Linked DNA regions of Capra hircus: region 2 is linked to region 1. The links are chromatin contacts, called in public Hi-C maps. All regions are on one chromosome and are shown on one strand. The core of a region is the stretch at or near the end of the contact, and the rest is flanking DNA. Distances in the headings are between cores, read along the strand shown. Region 1 holds the start of TRNAR-CCU (a tRNA gene). Region 2 has its middle 20 kb from the start of TARBP1.

The links. Hi-C and Micro-C count contacts between places; a contact is called where the count stands out from the background.
Region 2: a Hi-C map of liver shows a contact between it and region 1, with 8 times the contacts expected there. The contact joins two enhancer-like sites. A contact is called at or near these places in 3 of 5 Hi-C or Micro-C datasets (blood and liver).

Annotation. Positions count from the first base shown.
Region 1 is chr28:37,511,310-37,518,570 of ARS1.2, forward strand. It overlaps TRNAR-CCU (a tRNA gene), which reads right to left and starts at 5,372; the gene lies at 5,300-5,372. Within about 2 kb of position 2,487, at least 3 of the 5 cell types and tissues checked have an H3K27ac peak or open chromatin away from gene starts, as enhancers often do.
Region 2 is chr28:38,060,786-38,068,046 of ARS1.2, forward strand. No RefSeq gene overlaps it. Among named protein-coding and RNA genes, the nearest start is that of TARBP1, 20 kb to the right of the region's middle. Within about 2 kb of position 2,551, at least 5 of the 5 cell types and tissues checked have an H3K27ac peak or open chromatin away from gene starts, as enhancers often do.

The DNA of each region.
Region 1 (7,261 bases), core at 1,237-3,736:
AGGGCTCCTCTCTCCCCTAATCCCAGACACCCATTCCCTGCTGGCCACCTCAGCTCTGACGGGAGACTGACTTGGACCCAGCCTGACCCACTTTCAAATTCTGGGGAGGAAGAACCAGATTGGGTCGCCTGGGACAGCTGTCCATCTCTTGGGTAGTCAGTCGTCATCTGGGAATGCAGTGACGACGTACAGACGTGGTGTTAGGGCGTCTGCTGGCGTGGTGGGGCGTCATGAGAACTGTGGTCCAGGCAAGCGCCTCAGAAGTGCCCATGAAGAGACCTCTGGTGTTCCTTCTCTGGTGGTGGCTGGGACTCTGTGCTCCCAACATAGAGAGTCCGGATTTGATCCTAGGTTGCAGAACTAGATTCCCCATCCCACAATTAAGAACTGGTGCAGCCAAATGAAAAGTAAAGTAAAATAAAATGAAAAATTAAAAAAAATTGGCTATGCACTGTGGAACCCTTTGTTCATATAAGATCTTTTATTTTCAATTGTAGAAGACGTTTTCACAATCGATAGCCAGACAAAACATAAAAAATCATTACAATTGCAAGCCATAATGGAAACATGATTAAAATAACAATATAAAATAATTACATACTATGTGGGGGCCAAGCAGAGTGATGTGGTAAGTGGAAGGGCATCCATGGGCATGTTTTCATCTGCCCAGTCATTCTGTCTTTTGTGCATTTAATCCATTTACATTTAAGGTAATTATCGATATGTAGGATCCTATTACCATTTCCTTAACTGTTTTGGGCTTATTTTGTGTAGTTTTTTTTTCCCCCTTCTCTTGTGTTTCCTGCTTAGAGAAGTTCCTTTAGCATTTGTTGTGAAGCTGATTTCAGTTCAGTTCAGTTCAGTTCAGTCGCTCAGTCGTGTCTGACTCTTTGTGACCCCGTGGACTGTCGCCTATCCTCCTTCCATGGGATTTTCCAGGCCAGAGTGCTGGAGTGGATTGCCATTTCCTTCTCCAGGGGATCTTCCTGACCCAGGAATCGAACCTGGGTCCCCTGCATTGCAGGCAGACACTTTTACCGTCTGAGCCACCGGGGAAGCCCAAAGCTGATTTAGTGGTGCTGAATTCTCCTAACTTTTGCTTGTCTGTAAGATCTTGCCTAGCAGCCAACTATGAAAAAAAATGGACAAAGGCCGAGTTGTTCTGGTAAAGGAGGTGGTAACCAAAGTCCCACCAAACTGATATCCCTCTGCTAGTGCTGAGGAGTGAGTTTTGAAAACTGTGGATCTCACTGTATATCTCCTGGTTTTATAGAACAGGTTCAGATGGTAAAGAATCTGCCTGCAATGTAGGAGAGCTGGGTTCGATCCCTGAGTGGGGAAGATCCCCTGGAAGAGGGCATGGTAACCCACTCCAGTATTCATGTCTGGAGAAGCCCATGGACAGAGGAGCCTGGCGGGTTACAGTCTATCGGGTCACAAGAGCTGAGATACAGCTGAGCACAGAAGCTAGCGCATGAGGTCACTGCCTCAGAGGTTCACAGCAGCTCAGCGTCTCAGGGTGTGAAGAGCATCAAGAGCCTGGACTCCTGGGGGAACGTTATTATGGAGGTCCACTTGCTCCTTGATTCCAGGTACCAAACACACAACGGCTGGCAAAGTCTCCTATTTTAGTAAAATGCCTCTCTTTGGAAAGAAAGCTATTTGTGGAGTTCTAAGCCAAATTGATTTTGATTTACAGGGTTGAAAAAAGAAAAAAAAAGAAAGCAACTACAGTTAAGTGAAATGCCAGGAGATTTGTGTCCTGAGCTGGAAGTTTAGCCTGATTAGGTTTCCGTAGGTGTGCTCACCTTGCCTCGTCTCGCTCAGCATCCTTCTGCCCTCGCTCTCCCTTGAACATAGACGAGGGTCTGAGGGCCCAGAAAGGCTTGCTCTGGTCACTGACCACTTTTCCGGTTGCAAATGCGCTTTGGTGTCTCTCATGGGATAACGCCTCCAGGCGACGCCTGTGTGTATGTAGGCAGAAGCTAAACGAAGCAGGAGCCTGGTAAGCTTGGTCGCCTCTATCCATTTGGGTTATTTTATTTTTCGGAAAGAAGCTCATCTTATTTGTCCTTCGGGAAACACAATTTATATCTTATCTATTTATTTATTTATTTGTCTGCATCGCAGCATACTGGATCTCTGATCTTCCTTGTGGCATGTGGAATCTGTAGCTGCAGTATGTGGGATCTCATTCCCTGACCAGGGATCGAAGCCGGGACCCCTGCGTCGAGACTGCAGAGTCTTAGCCACTGGACCACCAGGGAAGTCCCTCCACTGGGGTTTTTAAGGGTGCACTTGGGGAGCTCTCTTGGCTGTGTCCTTGCAAACCATTCTAGGGAAGAGTTTGGCTATGCGGCTGGAGGCCGGCCCCCGGCCATCAGCTGGGCGCCCTTTGAAAGTCCCGCAGCTCCTCTCTCCACAGGGCCGTGGGGGCTGTCCAGAGGCTCTGCCCTGCACCTCTGCCCTGCGCCTGCTCGCTCAGCCACTGGATGGCACTGTTAGAACTGGAGAAAAGAGGCTTCCTCCCCTGAAACCGTTTTCCCTCGTTCCAATCCTCTCCAAACTGTCATTTCCACCCACCTCCTTCCAAACAGAACAGAACAAAATCATTTCGTAGCCTGTTCCTGCTGCTCTGCCCCCAACCCAGTCTGCCCTGCCCATCCCTGGGTGCCTGCAAAGAGGAGTAGCCCAGCTGCCTCCCTTTCTGCCCTCAGGGTCCCCTCTGTCCATCCTATTTTTGCATCTTTATCATTCTGTGTGTGGTGGGGGTGGGGGCCCTCTAGAGTTTCAGGCAATCTAGGGAAGCAGCAAGGGCCATGAAAGACTTATAAGGACCTGGGGGCCTAAAAGAGAAAGCAGAAGTGCCTGCAATGCTTCTGGTCGCATGACTTGTGTTCTAGAAGGAAAAAGAAACTAGGGCTGCGTGCACAGAGGCAGCGTGGAGCAGGGTCACTGGGAGAAGGGGCTGGAAGGGGGAACGGGGTGGGGAAGAATGTGCCGAGTGCAGGAAACGGGCTCTCGGCAGTGGAATCTTGGCGTCAACTTGGCCACTCAAAGGCTTTCTGTTCCTGGCTTCTGAGCTGCCGCTGTGTCAGAACCCCCTCCGCCGGGTCAAGGGTGGGTAGGGGTGTGGGCCTGAGCAGCCCTCGCCTTCATGCACTGGTTTTGACCCTTGCTTCCCAGTTCTGGCTGCCACTTCCTCTTCCTGTGAGATGTGAGTGGGGAGCAGACAGAGGACCAAGAGCTGGAGGAGAGAAAACATAGCTGTCCCCCACATTTGCACACCTATCTCAGGTCCCCCAGACTGCCCATCGCTGCTGCCTCAGCTCGCTTCCCTCTCAGGGGAGGCGAAAACAACATTTCTTGGGAGGAATTCGCTCTGAGAAAAGCATTTTCCCCTAACAATGACCAGGAAATCCTGTCTTGACTGATATTCTCAAGGTGTGCTGGCCTCTTGGCAGAGTCATTTGAAGGCTTATTCAACCATGCAAACGCCCATGAGACACGGTTCCCAAACTCTGTGGAGGCGTGCTGGCCACACCCCTCCCCTTGGCCAACCCTGACCTTGAGCAGGGAGCCCGGCCAGCTTGCCCAGCCTGCCTGCAGGTGGGAGGTCTCTCTGCTGACTCAGGCCCAGACTGGGTCAGGTGCCTGCCTTCAGTCCCATGAGTAATACCCTGCCTGTCCTCTGCAAAGGGCCTTCCCAGGATTAATGAATTAGTCACCCCCCGGGAAAGCGAGGGAGCAGGTTATGGTCATCCTCATTAAGGCTGTGCCTCATAAGGCCTGCCTCAGGCCAGTGAGTGTCTGGATGTGGGTGCAGGCAGACAGTGGCTCAGGGTGTCCCAGGGAGAGGCCCCTCCAGGGCGCAAGGGAGGCTGGAGCTTCTCACTGGGCAGCCGGGGGCTTCACCCACTGAGGGCCGAGGGGAGGGGACTGGAGAGTCTCAGGTCCACGTGAGAAGATGCAGACAGTTTGACACAGGCTCAGCCACGCAGTTCCACAGTCTGCTCTGCACAATTCAGAAACTGACGCCAATGGGCCTCCCACCATTCTGCCCCTCCAAGCAGGTCGTCCAGATATTTATGAAATGCACCTCGGAACCCTTTCCTTTCTGTGTCTGCGTGGGGATTTCGAGTGACTAAAAGTGATAAAGCACAGGTCATTATAGGACCCTGCAAAACAAAAGCGTGTTGTGAATCCTAGGAGGGTAGGGGCCCCACGTCCCTCTGGGTCACGGGGCCCCCAAAGAGGTTTGTCTTCTTTCGGGAGCAGGACACAGGTGAGAGAGCTTTAGGAGGTAAGAATGTGTCCTGATGACAGAGCTAGGACCCAAGCACCTTCTGGAAGCCAGACAGCAGAGCAATCCTTTCGGTCAACCCTGTCTGCAGCTGCTTTTTATAAACTTGGCACAAATACATGCCTGGAAATGCCCGGGCAGTGTATCTGGAAAATATTTTCTACCATTTGAAAATACACACACACACATATACATGCTTAGAAAGGAAAAAAAAAAAAAAAACACAACAGAAATTGTGCATGTTACAGAGTGGCTTCACTTGCGGTTTTTTTCCATTACTTCCTCAGTTCATTTTTCTGCTGCCAATTTTAGAAGGCCATAAGTCATAGTTGTTGTTAAACTTTGTCAGTTAAAATGTAACTCTAAGAACAAGTCATATGATCCATTGGAGCCAAATAGCCTTTTGGAAAGCGTGGTGGTGGGAGGTAGGAGAGCCAGCCCTGGCGTCTCTTCTCTGCTGTGTGTTATGTGTCCTGCCCACGAGAAAACAGAGTCCCCTGTTGCTGGCCTCGGCTCCCAAAGGCCACTGATCCGAGGGAGGGAGGCTTTTCAACTTTTATTCTGTGTGACCCAGGCATGGAACATAATCTTGTGTTTTGAAGTGCTCGTGTGCGCTAAGTCGCTTCAGTCATGTCCAACTCTTTGTGACCCTATTGACTGTAGCCCGCCAGGCTCCTCTGTTCATGGGATTCTCCAGGCAAGAATATTGGAGTGGGTTCCCATGCCCTCCTCCAGGGGATCTTCTGGATCCGGGGATCAAACCTGTGTCTCTTATGTGTCCTGCATTGGTAGGCGGGTTACCACTAGCACCACCTGGGGAGTCCTCAGTCTTACGCAATAATGAAATTCTCAATTGTTGAGAGAGACTTGTATATGTACCAGTTTTTTTTTTTTTTAATGTAGACATTTACTTATTTTATTTATGGCTGTGCTGGGTCTTATTAACTGTTGCGGCACGCAGGTTCTTCCGCCTTTATTGCAGCATGTGGGATTTAGTTCCCTGACCAGGGGTCGAACCTGGGCCCTCTGCATCAGGAGTGTGGAGTCTTAACCACTGGACTACCAGGGAAGTCCCTTCCTCATGGAGGTTTTACTCTAGTGGGATCGATGGACAGACAGACACGGGCTGACTCACCCCTACAGTGCCTTTTGCACATGAGGCTAACTACAGCCCTGAAGCAGAGGGACAGATGGCTAAGAGCCACCAGGAAAGATGGCTTTATCACAGGCAGAGTGGGATACCCTTGGGTCTGTCATGTACTGTCCAGAGCCTGCCCGCCTTCCCGGTGGAGTGGGCACAGTGCCACTGCTCATGGGGTGAAATAACAAATGTGAAAAGCACATTTGTTGTTGTTGTTAAGTCACTAAGTCATGTCCGATTCTTTGCGACCCCGTGAACTATAGAACAACTGACTGGTTCAGAACTGGGAAAGGAGGACGGCAAGGCTGTATATCATCACCCTGCTTATTTAGCTCACATGCAGAGTACATCATGTGAAATGCTGGGCTGGATGAATCACAAGCTGGAATCGAGATTGCCAGGAGAAATATCAATAACCTCAGGGATGCAGATGACACCTAACGGTAGAAAGCAATGAGGAGCTAAAGAGCCTCTTGATGAGGATGAATGAGGAGAGTGAAAAAGCTGACCTGAAAGTCAGATTTAAAAACTAAGATGATATCACTTCACGGCAAATAGAAAGGGAAAAAGGAGGAGTAGTGGCAGGTTTTGTTTTCTTGGGTTCCAAAATCACTGTGGACGGTGACAGGTGTTGGCAGCTCCCATAACCCCCTCCTGGGTCCCTAATGATCAGGTCCATTTTCTGCCTTCTCCTTTGAATAAACTGATGGAATCATCCAACCTTCCCTGGACAAACAGACCCTTTCCAAAACAGCTGGTCTGAATGACACTTGTCGGGACCTGCTCCCCCAGGTCCTTTCATGGCCCCTTGGTGCTGAGTCCAGCTTCCCCGCCGCTGGCCCTTAACGAACATGGATGGGGCCAAGCTCCTGTCTGCGCCCCACGTGTGCTACGGCCCTGCGCACTCTCCACCTGGGGCTGCAGCTTCTCAATGCTCTGTCTACGGAGAAACGTTTCAAAGACTCAGGAAATGAACTCACTTGTTTTCCCCCTCCCCCTCCTTTTCCAAAACAGTGCCGCCTTCCTGGAAGAAAACAAACAAAACAAGTGTGACTATTTAAAACATTATTGGAAAACGCCTTCTTCATGAATGCTACGGCTCCTCTGGGGCAGGCGTGTCACCCTGGGCTCCCTTTGCTGCTCAGCTCCTGGTGCATGTAGAGGGGAGGGGCCAGGGCAGCCTTGGAGGAGGAGGAGGAGCTGCTGGAGCCTGGGAAACAGGCCCCTCTAAACGCCCACATGCACCTCGCACACTCCCATGTGGAGATGAGTGCACCTGTGCGTGCGGACCCCACATCCAGCTGAAGGTAGCCCAGTGGTCTGCCTTCCTCCCAAGCGGGGACTGGCTTCTGCCGGGCGTGGGGCTGACTATTCTGGGTTTCTAGGTGTTGTTATAAATAACATCATGGGCTGAACGGGGGATTGAAGACGAAGCCTTTTCCTTTCGGCCATCTGGGCAGGATGCTTTTCCTTTGATGAGGGAAAAAAAAAACTTAGCTGTGTTTCAACTGGAAAATTGCCTCCCAGTTAAGGTGACAGCAGACACTGAATGATCCTGTCTTTGCAGGAACGAGAGCAGGCTCTGTCCAGGGCGGGGGGGCAGGGCGGGGAAGGCCCTTCAGTTGCTCGGGTCCTGACTTGAGGGGACCTGGGGCCGGGAGAGCCCCCTTGAGGTGTTCAGCAGTGTGGTTCTCTTGGCGCAGGTTTTTCCATTATCAGGCCGTGACAGCCGCGCATGGCAGACACCCTCCAGAGATCTCTCTCCTTTCATAACACTGAAGGATTTTTTTTTCTGACTCATCTTCAGAAGATCCCCC
Region 2 (7,261 bases), core at 1,301-3,800, 550 kb after region 1:
AGAAACATCCTAAATATCCATCAACAGAGGAAGGGATAAAGAAGATATGGTACAAATAAACAATGAAATATTATTCAGCCACAAAAAGGAATGAAATTGGTTCATCTGTAGTGACACAGATGGGCCTAGAGACTGTCATACAAAGTGAAGAAGTCAGAAAGAGAAAAACAAATACTGCATATTAACATATATATATGTGGAATCTGTAAAAATGATATAGATGATCTTATTTACAAAGCAGAAACAGAGACACAGACATAGAAAGCAAACCTATGGACACCAAGGGGCAAGAGGTAGGGTGGGATGAAGTAGGAGATTGGGGTTGACATATAGGCACAGTTGATAGTACGTGGGCTTCCCTGGTGGCTCAGTGGTGAAGAAGGCGCCTGCAACGCAGGAGATCCGGGTTTGATATCTGGATGAGGAAGATCCCCTGGAGAGGGGAATGGCTACCCCTTCCAGTATCCTTGCCTGGAGAATCCCACGGACAGAGGAGCCTGGCAGGATACAGTCCAGCAGTCTCAAAGAGCTGAACACGACTGAGGGACTAAGCATGCATGCATCAAATAGATGGCTAATGAGCATCTACTGTGTAGCACAGAGAACCCTACTCAGTGCTCTGTGAGGACCTAAATGGGAAGGAAGTCCAAGAGAGAGGGGATATATGCACATGTATAGGTGACTCACTGTGCTGTAGAGCAGAAGCTAACACAACCTTGTAAAGCAACTTCAATAATTTTTTTTAAAGTACTATAGAAACCCAAATTGTTTCTGAAAATGCTACACAATAAGACATTTCTCAAAAGAGCCTCAGTCCCTCCAGTTTTTTCCAGGAATCCAACTCAAGCAGCTTTACACAGCCATTATCACTTAATTACCAATATAAATCTCACTAGCAACTTCCATAACTTTGTTTGCAAATGAATATGCACACCTCCTAAATCATTCCCTCCTTTTCTCTCTCTCCCCAGCTGGAGTGGAGAGAAACTGTAGCAGCTGTGATTTGCAGAGGCTCCTGGCCTGCAGTGTCACCCCAGGCCGCCCGTACCTGGGACACGGCACTGCTGAGGCTATGGAATTGTACCTGGTTCCCGCTCAGCCCCATAAATCCCCCCCCTGGCATCGGCGGGGGCAGGCACATGGCAGAAACCTGGCTCCATCCGTTTGAAAGGTTCACAAACCACAGTGAACTTTTTAGTGATCTCAGGCCAAGTTTCCGGTGTGTAATGAAAACCGAAACCCAGTGTTGGGTTTCCTTACCAAATTCACACAGCGCTGGTCATGACAAGGGACTAAGTGTGAGGTGGCAGGGCAGAGCTAGGACACACAGCCATCAGTTCTATTTCTAGCTCGGCCACCGGCTTGCTGTGTGGCCTGAGGCCAGTCCCCTACCCTCACGCCTGCAGTTACCTGCCTCCAGTATAGAGGGGGAGCTTTTCACCAGAAAGTTAGCTTTCTGGTTCAGAAAGGTGTTTTGAGATAGTAGCATTCCTCTGCATCATTTTTAGTTATAGCACAGAGGCACTTGAGAATATTATGACCATCCCACTTGTGTGTATTATCCATTTTTAAAAATATTTAAATAAAATTGAAACAAAATCTATTCCATTTATTTAGGCCCTCTGTCTGCATTCTGAAGTCTTGCTCTTATTTCTTTCTAAGCTTCAGCTTTTGATTCCAGGCACATTTATATTTACAATTATAGAGAACAGTGCGGAAGGGATTATTGCATGATTTAGAGGGTTTATCTAAATGACCTCCCAGACCTCTCCTAACTCAAAGGTTCTGTGAGTCTATGAAATGCCTTGACGAAGGAGAACAAACCCAGGCCTTCAAGTCCAAAATACCTGTGTCTATTTTCTAGCTCTCGCATTTACTGGCTGTGTGACTTCTGGCGAGCGACTTAACCTCTCTGAGCCCAGATTTCTCATCTGAAAACCTGGGGCAATGCCAAATACTAAGTCGTTGTCAGGAAGATGAAATAATAAAGTACTTTTCAGACATGGGACAGGGTGCCAGACAAAGAGTAGGTGCCAAGGTTTTGCTTGTCTTGATTCACACACGTTTCTGATTGGGTCAAAAATGTAGGTCATATTTGAATATTGCCTTTGTCTTCCCTTTCAGGGCCCTACTTCAGAAAGAGAAAGAAGGAAATAAAAAGTGACTCGCTGAGGCCCTTCTGAAAGCATCACCCATATATTGAAATATTCCTTCCAGTCAAAAACTAGGTTATTAATTATACATTGCTATTGGAACAGAAAATAAGAAGAGGCTTCACTGCTTATGACCCAGAACTTGACCATTGTTTGATTTCGATTATTTCCTGCTATCTGCGTAATGTATCCCAAATGTGAGATTTGCAGTGTTGAGAGTCCAACCAACTGTAGCCTGAATGATTGTCCGTAATATTTAGTAAATGCCCTGGAATGACTGTTCATTTCCACTCCAGGCAGCGCATTTCTGGGGGATTATTTCACTGCATGGGTGGCCCAAGTCCCTTGGCCTTCAGCCTCACAGCTCATTCCACAGCTCTGGGCAAGCAGCAACCACCCCAAAACGCGAGTCTTTCTTCCCGGCCCCAGTGGCATGAGTAACATCATTAACTCTTTGGGGCTGAGGTCTGGGATGACGTCAAAATCTTCCACCCCACTGTGTTAGCTGACAGAATACCAGAGTAACAAAGTTTTGGCAGTTTGTTTTCACGCCAGCAACGTGCCTGCCCTCATACACAATCTTGGGATATTTTTTTCCTCTTCTTTTCCAGCAGGATTGTGGGTTTCAAAATGGAAGCAAAGTCCTCCCCGCGTCTAGCTCCAGTTCTGAGAACAAATGGGCAAGAAGGCTCCGAAATTCTACAGACAAGGGGAAATGCTGCTGACGTGTCCCCGCGAGGGACAGGACAGGAAGAGCACAGCTGTGCCGTGTGCCGTTTCACATGCTCCTCTGCCGATGAGCTTTGTAAAGTGTAAAAACGTTGCAGGGCGCTCCCTAAGAGGAGACACACAAACACATTTCCTCTGGGCCCCGGGCCAGCGCTGGGGCAGGCAGAGGCCGCGCAAGTGCACTGTGGATGCCGCGCGCCATCTGGTGGCCAGGAGGTGACATTGCGGGCACCATCCGGGCTTTTACACCATTGATCTGCAGTCATTTCACGGAAGGAGCAATTTTGTTCAGTTGCTCAGTCGTGTCCAACTATTTGCGACCCCTTGGACTGCAGCACGCCAGGCTTCCCTGTCCTTTACCATCTCGCAGAGCTTCCTCAAATTCATGTCCATTGAGTCGGTGATACCATCCAACCATCTCGTACTCTGTTGTCCCCTTCTCCTTCTGCCTTCAATCTTTTCCACCATCAGGATCTTTTCTAACGAGGTGGCCAAGTATTGGAGCTTCAGCTTCAGCATCAGTCCTTCCAATGAATATTCAGGGTTGGTTTCCTTTAGGATTGACTGATTTGAGCTCCTTGCAGTTCGAGGGATTCTCAAGCGTCTTCTCCAGCACCGCAATTCAAAAGCATTGTTTCTTTGACACTCAGCCTTCTTTATAGTCCAACTCTCACATCCATACATGACTACTGGAAAAACCATAGCTTTGAATAAAGGACCCTTTGTTGGCAAAGTAATGTCTCTGCTTTTTAATATGCTGTCTAGGTTGGTCAGAGCTTTTCTTCCAAGGAGCAAGTGTCTTTTAATTTCATGGCTGCAGTCACCATCTGCAGTGATTTTGGAGCCAAAGAAAATAAAGTCTCTCACTGTTTCCATTGTTTCCCCATCTATTTGCCATGAAGTGTTGGGACTGGGCGCCATGATCTTTGTCTTCTTAATGTTGAGTTTTAAGCCAGCTTTTTCACTCTCCTCTTTCACTTTCATCAAGAGGCTCTTTAGTCCTTCGCTTTCTGCCATAAGGGTGGTGTCATCTGCATATCTGAGATTTTGATATTTTCCTGGCAATCTTGATTCCAGCTTGTGCTTCCTACAGCCCAGCATTTCTCATGATGTACTCTGCATTTAAGCTAAATAAGCAAGGTGACAGTATACAGACTTGACGTACTCCTTTCCCAATTTTGAACCAGTCTGTTCCGTGTCCAGTTCTAACTGTTGCTTCTTGACCTGCATACAGGTTTCTCAGGAGGCAGGTAAGGTGGTCTGGTATTCCTATTAAAGGAGTATATTGTGGGCTTTTAAATTCTGTTGGGAGTGATCATAGGGGATCCCGAAGGAAGACACCAAGGGCCAGGTGTTCTAAATTCCGTTCGTTCTTCTACGACTGGATGCTTGATGTCTCAGATTCTCCTAGAAACAGAGATAATGATCCCTGGGAAGCACTCAGCTCTGGGCCATCCAGCGTCTCATGTCCCTGGGTCCTCCTGTCCCTGTCATGATCGCACAGACCTGGGCACAAGAGTCTCCTTCTTTCCACTGCCTGGGGCATGCTTAGGTTCTCTTCTCCAGCCTTCGGAATCCAACATTTCCCAAGGCTTGCTTCACGGCATCTCTACATTCTCAGAGTATCTGCTTCAGTTTTTGCCCACACTAGTGTTTGCGAAGCCTGTTCCAAGAATACTGATTTTATTATTCAGAACTGTATCTTCTCATAAACAGTGTAGGAGGGTTCCCTTTTCTCCACACCCTCTCCAGCATTTATTGTTTGTAGACTTTTTGATGCTGGCCATTCTGAAGAGTGTGAGGTGGTACCTCATTGTAATTTTGATTTGTATTTCTCTAATAATTAGCAGTGTTGAACATCTTTTCATGTGCTTTATGGCCATCTGTATGTCTTTTTTGGAGAAATGCCTATTTAGATCATTAAAAAACTAAACATCTGGCAATCCCACTCCTGGGCATATATCTGGAAAGAACCCTAATTTGCAGAGATACATGCACCCCAATATTCATTGCAGCACTATCTACAATAGCCAAGACATAGAAGCAACCTAAATGTCCATCAAGGGAGGAATGGATAAACATGTAGTACATATTAATGTATACAATGGAACACTATGCACCCATTAAACAAGAATGAAATAGTACCATTTGCAACAATATGGGTGAACGTAGAGATTATCATACTAAGTGAAGTAAGTCAGTCAGAGACAAATATCATATGGTATCACTTACATGTGAAACCTAATAAAAATAATACAAATGAACTTATTTGCAAAACAAGAGAACTATATATATATATATATATATATATATATATATATTTTAAAGGCATTCCATGTTTGAGAAACTCTGGAATTAAAATAAGAATTATTGTAGGACATCTGAAGAACGTTGACATATTGACATTGTAGGGAGAATTTAAGAAAGAACTACGATTTTTTTAGTTTCTAAACTTGACGTTGAAAATTTCCCCCCGTCTCCACCTTCAACTGTATCTTGAAAATAATCCATTTGATAAAGCAAATTTAGCAGGAAATTGGTCTAGCCTATTCCTTTGACTCATGATTAGATAGGCTTATTTTAAAAGTGATTCATTTCTGGTAGTCTGTTGTGGCTGTATAACAAAGTACCGCAAACTGGGTGGCTTAAACTGCGGAAATTTATTCTCTTGAAATTTCTTTTGAAGCTTCTTAACTTGTAGACGGCCATCTTCTCCCTGTATTTTCACGTGGTTTTCCCTCTGAATGTGTCTATGTCCTAATCTCCTTTCTTACAAGGATACCAGTCATATTGGACTAGGGTCCACCCTAATGGCCTCATTTTAATTACCTCTTTAAAGATTCTATCTCCAAATACAGTCCCATTCTGAGAGACTAGAGGTGGAGGAGGGGTTAGGATTTCAGCATATGAATGTTAAGGGGACACAGTTCAACTGATAAGACCATCTTATTTTTGTATCTGTTGGAGATAACTTGTGCTTCAGTGGAAAACAGCATTCTTTAGAGCAGGGTCAGCAAACTATAGTCAGTGGGCCAGATATGGCCTGCCACCTGGGTCTATAAATAAAGTTTTATTGACACAAAGCAACGCTCATTCCTTAATGGATTATCTATGGTTACTTTTTGTTTAACAGTAGAGTTGAGTAGTTATAACAAAGGCCACATGGCTTGCGAAACTGAAAATATTTACTACCTGACCATTTATAGAACAAGTTTCCCAGGTGAATACACACCTCAAGGTTATCTAATTCTGACTCTATAGGGACTCTGCATCTTTCATTGCCTTTGAGCTATTTTACAGCTTACTAGGTTGTAGAAAATGAAGAGCAATGTAAAATAATCCTTCCCTTAGACACGACGAGGGGCTTCCCAGGTGACATTAGTGGTAAAGAACCTGCCTGCCAATGCAGGTAGATGTAAGAGACGCTGGTTCGATCTCTTCCCTGGGTTGGGAAGATTCTCTGGAGGAGGAAATGGCAACCCACTCCAGTATTCTTGCCTGGAAAATCCCATGGACCGAGGAGCCTGGCGGGCTATAGTCCATAGGGTTGCAAAGAGTCGGATGCGGCTGAGCGTGCACACGCATTAGACACAAGGAAGCCAGCTTTGCCTCCACTTGCTCATCCCTTTTAACCTTCCTCATCCACAAACATGCCTGCTCTTTAGATTCTCTTTTGAACTCGTTGTGACATCCTAACAGTTCCCTCACTGATCATGACTTCAATAAAATCTTTAACACATGTTGATTCTATATTGGGATAAGAGTCATCATTTTCCTTCTTTGAAAACTTTCCCTTAATGTACTGATGTCATTATTCTTGGGTGTGCTCATAACAATGGGATTATAAAGGACAATGTTTTTTTGTTCTTAAAAGATACACACTGAAGCATTTAGGGTGGAGTGTCATGCTTATAGCTTACTCATGCTTACTTTTACATGGCTTGGCGTGTGTGTGTGCACAAATTCTCACACATACTATATATATATATCTATGGAAAAAGAAAGAAAAGAGAAAGCATATATAGTAACATATAAACAACCAGTGAATCTAAGTGAAAGCCATATGATGTCTTTGAGTGGTGTACTACTCACTCAAACTTTTCCATAGGTTTGACAATCTTCAAAATTAAAAAAAAAATTGGAAGAGTAAATTTGTGTCCTGCTCCCAGCTAAGCGTGTAGCTGGCCTGTGTCCTGTACTTCCGGATGTCATTTACTTCAGAGAGCAGCCAATTACAGACACTTGTTAGCTATCTGACTCTTGGCAGTGGGTTCCACAAATAAGAATAAGTAAATGAAACATTGTTGTTTCTATGGTCATAGGCCTCCATCTTCTCAGACTTTTTTTTTTTTTGACACTCTGCAGACCATGTGGGATCT